2 separate regions of the Sus scrofa genome follow, and region 2 is linked to region 1. Evidence: chromatin contacts called from public Hi-C data. All regions are on one chromosome and are shown on one strand. Each heading gives the region's core, a stretch centred on a gene start, on an enhancer-like site or on the middle of the called end of the contact. The rest is flanking DNA. Distances are from core to core; before and after follow the strand shown.

Evidence for each region. Hi-C and Micro-C count contacts between places; a contact is called where the count stands out from the background.
Region 2: a contact with region 1 is called in a Hi-C map of retroperitoneal adipose tissue, with 2.2 times the contacts expected there. The contact joins two enhancer-like sites. A contact is called at or near these places in 7 of 47 Hi-C or Micro-C datasets (brain, embryonic fibroblasts, fetal heart ventricle and 4 more) and 1 of 2 datasets of contacts at active chromatin or transcription factors (skeletal muscle).

The regions. Positions count from the first base shown.
Region 1 is chr5:91,115,368-91,118,351 of Sscrofa11.1, forward strand. No RefSeq gene overlaps it. Among named protein-coding and RNA genes, the nearest start is that of BTG1, 300 kb to the left of the region's middle. Within about 2 kb of position 1,259, at least 24 of the 83 cell types and tissues checked have an H3K27ac peak or open chromatin away from gene starts, as enhancers often do. A contact at or near this core is called in retroperitoneal adipose tissue and subcutaneous adipose tissue, where this site is marked.
Region 2 is chr5:91,509,292-91,512,070 of Sscrofa11.1, forward strand. The region is part of intron 4 of LOC102159901 (a long non-coding RNA gene); the gene reads left to right. Among named protein-coding and RNA genes, the nearest start is that of DCN, 170 kb to the right of the region's middle. Within about 2 kb of position 1,455, at least 64 of the 83 cell types and tissues checked have an H3K27ac peak or open chromatin away from gene starts, as enhancers often do. A contact at or near this core is called in retroperitoneal adipose tissue and subcutaneous adipose tissue, where this site is marked.

The DNA.
Region 1 (2,984 bases), core at 9-2,508:
GTGAAATCAGGCACTGGAACAAATGCTTTCTAAAGCATCCCCTCCTCTTGCCCCCTGGACTCATATCTGTAGACAAGAAGCAGTGACTGTTGATGTGAGGTATCATGTAATGTCTCTTGTGGATAATCCATACATGGATAATTGAGACTTGGCTTCAAATGAGCAGTGTGATTACAGTTACCAACCTAAATGATTCCAGCAAATGACAAGTCTTTAGGGCTTTTGAAATGCCACCCATTTTACTGTGTATATTTAATGAAATGCTAATGTAATTTTGCTAAACATGCAGTGCTTATCATTACACATGATGGATTAGAAATCTGAGTTTCCAATGGTAGCAAACTGTCATAGGAGTGATTAAGCACTACAATTATGGGAACACCTACCTTTTCTATTAGAAAGTCATTTTTTTTTTTCAGCTTGTGTCAGTTAAAATTACAAGAGACTGTGAATGTCAGGCAAAGGATATGTGTTTAAAGTCTGGTTTAAGAACATTCACAGATATAGAGAACATACTTGAAGTTGCCACGGGGGAGGTGGTTGGGGGAGGGACAGAACAGGAGGCTGAGGTTAGCTGATGTAAACTACTGCATATAGAATGAATAAACAACAAGGCCCTGCTGTGTGGCACAGGAAACCATATGCCACATCCTGTGAGAAACCCTGATAAAAATATTAAAAAAGAATGTATCTACACATACATACCAAATCACTTTGCTATACAGCAGAAATTAGCACAACATTGTAAATCAACTATACTTCAATTAATAAAAGAGAACATTCAACTCCAACTCTGCTTGCATGGTGTCGTCTGAGTCAGCAATGTCAGTGTGGTCTCTTGGGCGACACTGTGTTTCACCGACAGAGTGACGTTGCACAGCTAAAACTGTATCATCCGAACAAAGATTCCAGTTTCTGGAAAGCAGTATCTTTCAAGTTCTAGTAATCCACACAATTGTTTTGCACCGACAGAACACTGACAGGAGTCCCTGTAGGACTGTCCGTTCCCATGGTGGCCCCCTGGTGGTCAGAAGGACTTTGAATGTGTTTCTTGGCTGAATATGTAAAAAAAGTGTGTGTGTGTGTGTGTGTGTGTGTGTGTGTGTGTTTAATTTTGTGAGGAGAGGAGGAGAAAGACTTTCAGAGGTTACAATGGAATAAATGCTAGTACATTTCTTCCCCATAAACAGAAATCCTCCAAAGTCCACTGAAAGCTGTTCTGTCAACTATGGTCTCAGCTGTTGTGAAGACTGGCATCTTGATTCAGTGCAGCCAAGTCACAGGAGCCTGAAGACCACAGCCTGAGCCCTGGGTAGTCAAGCCCTTAGGTCAATGCAGTTTCGGTTTCCTATATTATAAACCTAGAAATCAAAACAAATGAACTGTCCAGCCCCCCTTATATTCCTTCACTGTATGGTTCTATTAAATAAAGTCTCTCATCAGCAGCTCCCTCAGAAAGCAAACGTTTACATAAATATTCCGGTTAAAATACTCTGAATTTGAAATACTTGGAAAGAAATGAGAAAGTTCTGTTCTCTTCTGATGAAATAGTTGCAGTACTTTTTTTCCAAAAATTAATTTTTAAAATATTGATTTATTTTAAAAATGTTACTGAGCCTGTAAGAGACAACCTCCTAGATTGGGGTGGAGATGAGGAGAGGAGATGTGAAGAGGGAAAAAGCACGTACAGTATGTCACACAGGAGTGCACAGTTTGCAGATGAAAAAACTAAAGCAACCCACTGTGACAAAAATTGGAACTTGACAAAATAATTTGAACCATACGGAAATGTTGAAGGTCATGCTTTCGTAGGATTAACCTGCACAAAACAAGCCAATCACATGCACACATGCACATACACACACACTCATCGGCAGCCTGAGTTCTTCACCTACTTTAAGTACACATTAAAAGTAATAGATATATTGACAGAGTGGGGTGCTTTACATGCATTATCTCACTTAGTTATGATAACAGTGCTGTGAAGGAAGCATTGTTATTCTTGTTTTACATCTGAGGAGGTGAAGCAAAAAGCCCAGGTAATTCTCTCAAGAGCCAAAGCCAGTAAGAGGTGTGACTGGGATTCGCCTCCTTAGCTTGAACTCTTAATTCTTCGCCTGTATTTGACGTTACTCTGGTGCCCCGCCTGGTTGAACTGCTGCGACTGAACTGCTGCTCAGATCAAAAACCACTGTTCCAGAGGTGAGTGCTGGTCTGAGGCGAATACATTTTGACTTTCTGTAACTCTAGGGTACTAAAGCAGCAGGGTGCCAAAAATATTAAAGAAAGTCCTAAAGGTTAAGATTTACAAGCATTCAGGACAGATTATTATTAATTATTATTTTATATTGAGATAAAAACCACATAACATGAAATTTACCTTCTTAATACTTTTTTTTTTAAGTGCATATTGGTAACCCTGCTTGTGGCAGAGCTCTAGAACTTTTTTCTCTTGCACGACTGAAACTCTACACCCATTTGAACATCGCCTTCCCATTTTCCACTCCCCAGCCCGCGCCAACTATCAGTCTGCTCTGTTTCTGCGAGTTTGATGACTTCAGATATACCAAACAAAGGGAGTCGTGTAGTATTTGTCCTTATGTGAGTGGCTTCTTTCACTTTACAGAGGTCACCATGTAGCATATGACAGGATTTCTTTCTTTTTAAGGCTAATATCCCACTGCATGTATATGTTAAGTTTTCTTTGTTTCCACTCATCTGCCAAAGGACATTTAGATTGTCTCCATTTCTTGGCTATTATAAAAATGCTGCAATGAACACCACAGTGCAAACAGCTCCTGGAAATCTTGTTTCCAATTCTCTTGGATGAATATCCAGAGGCAGGATTGCTAGATCATATGGTGGTTCTATTTTTAAAGGAAACTCCATACTGTTTTCCACAGTGGCTCCACCATTTTATATTTCCACAAACAGTGCACAAGTGTTTCAATTTCTCCACACCCTTGCCAACACTGTTCTTTCTT
Region 2 (2,779 bases), core at 205-2,704, 390 kb after region 1:
GAAGGGAAACAGGGGGGAAATAATATTTTAAAAACATATATTTTATGCAGATGTTCATAAAAGGCTTTATATTACTGATGACCAGTTGAGGAAAGAAAGTAGCTTTGACTTCCTATAAAGGATATTTTTAGCTCTTAAGAAGGGGAGGAAGGAAGCTTACTCTGTGCTTTTGACTCCAGCTTCAGCGTCACACTGGCAGAGAGGAGAGGACTTGTACTTTCTTTCTTCTCCCCTCTTCTCCTCTTACAGAGCACCCTGACGATGGCAGAGGGACAGCTGTCAGGGCTGGGGCTTGAGCACCTCAGCAGCTGGCAGGCACAGGGAGATAAGGTACAGCTAGTACTCACAGCCTCTTCTACTGCAACCACCCATCCTAAACTAAGCATTAGGCACACCCTTAGGGGTTGTGTAAGCATTTGGTGATGAATTCCTTTAACTGGCCCTTGGCCAACATGATAAAGCCAAAACTATAAAACTCACAAAAGTACTGCAATAGGACAGAATCCACATTCTTTCTAGACAGAGAATGTTGAAAACTGCATATATACCATCCTTTGGGGATTTCGTTGTTTAGGAACATAATTCCCTAGGTTAATTTTTTCCCCCATAGGAGACTATTTTAAAGTGAGTGCAAAAAAAAGTTTTTTACAGTGTATATTACCTCTCTAGTTTTCGTATTATTTGTTAGAATAGGATACTCCTCTCAGCAAACCACCTCCATGTTTTACGGCAACATATCTATTGAGGCTCATAAATGCAGTTAAGACCAATAATTAGCAAATGCAATATTTTATGACTATGCATTTCCTTAAACAGGTGACTCTTAAGTACTGCTCTTATTATCACACCTGATCACACAATAAAAATATAATTTCATTTTACTGAAATGTTTGATTTATGCAGGTCTTTTACGTCATGCCAAGAATAAAGGATAATTAAGATTTCACTCAATAATCATTTATCAGAAAAGCTATATTGAAGACAAAAAAATGCATTGAACTTGAAGTTTTCTGGGAAAAGAACATGTAAACAATGCATTTGCAATCTGTATTTTCTTGTCAACAGTGTTCTGGACTTGGTAACCTGTATGCATTTCCTATACAAGAAGTTAAAGTGTGTGTCCTTGTGTCTTACCTCCTGCTTGGAGCCTTTGAAGTGTCATACCATCCCTGAATTATCACCTGCTTAATAAAGCCAGTTTTAAACCATGAAATGGCTTATGAGCTGCTATGTGTTACATAACATTTCCAATGGTTACTGTAGCAACATTTTGTCCTGTACAGCATTTCAGTCCCATGTGAAGTAGACTGTATTGTTATAGGATGCTTTGTCCCATAGTAATGACCGCAGTGAAGCTTAAGAGTTTCAAACACTGACTCCCCACTCCCTTTTGTCCTACCTGAAAGGCACCTACCAAGCCCATTTTCTCCTTTCATTTAAGATTAAAAGGAAGGACGCTCTGAAGAGGTTCGTCTGCTGTGCAACAGCGACCCCTACAGGCGAAATGCCTTGGTGGTGCTAAAACCTCCCAAAATTCCATGTTTCTGCTTCAAATCAAGTCCCACTTTATCATGGGAGTCATCACAACATTAATCCAGAACTGCGTTTACTTTGAGAACATGGGATATTTGTGATTCCCAAAAACCAAAGTCCAAAGCTTTAGGAGCTTTACTACTTACTCTCCACCTCACACAAGTCTTTGTCTTCTCTTTGTACCATGTAAGGGAATCGTGATTGAGTTGCTTTCTATTCATCAGCAAGTCAACGTAATAGCATATTTGTGCATAGTCAGAACACAACGCCTTTGATTTTCTCTTTTTTTGAGCAGAGAAAACGCTCGGAAAATAAGTTAAAATATCAGGAAGGAAGAAAAAAAATCCTAGCGCACTTGCTTTTCTGGGTTTGCAAATGTGTGTAGCTCAGGCACCCGATGATTCATCCCCTGAAAGTCTGAGCACTCCATTTGTTTTGTAGATTTCACTACCCCCTTTGTTCTGCTTCAAACCTTTCAGAGGACTGAAATGCATTATTACCTTGTTAAATCTCAACCGAAATCGCTTCTACAGCCTGAAGCTGTTTTGACGTGGGTTGAGCATCTCACACACAAAAGAATTGCTTTTGTTCCCAGAAGCTCTCATTGGCTAAGTGGCCTTTGTACCGAGCCAATCAGAAGCTAGTTGTTAGGCTTCGCTGGCTATTTTTAGCCTCACTCGCAAAAATACTTGGTCTTGGAGAAGGTAGGCTGCAGAATGAAAGTAGCATGTTAAAGCAAACAGCTAAATACATTTTGCATGTCGAGGCATGTCTGGCATTTTTTTTTTAATTTTTCATGCGTTGTTATATTAGCATGTGTTTCTGTAAACAATAAATTTAGGAATAGAACTGCATTTTCAGTTAAGAATTTTTCTTTTAGCAAAGAGGCACTAAGTCTAAGAAAGAGTCAGTATTGCTTTTTTTATCCAAAAGCATCTGGTTTCACAAACTCACAAAAACGCCAGTTACATATAGGGAATACTAAGGGTTCTTTTTTTTTTTTTTTTAAGAATTTCTATGAATTTCCATTTTGAGTTAATAGAAATTTTCAATGACTTGTTAATCATGAATTATAAAGTCACAAAATCATTCTCTTGCTTGACCTTTAAAGATCTATATAATTCTCCAAACAGGTATGCACATGGTGTGTAGCAATTAAAATCATAAATATTCAGTATGTTTTATGCACAGTGATAAAGCATTCTCTTGATCGTGTTCTTTCATTTGAGCCATTACTCAGTAGACA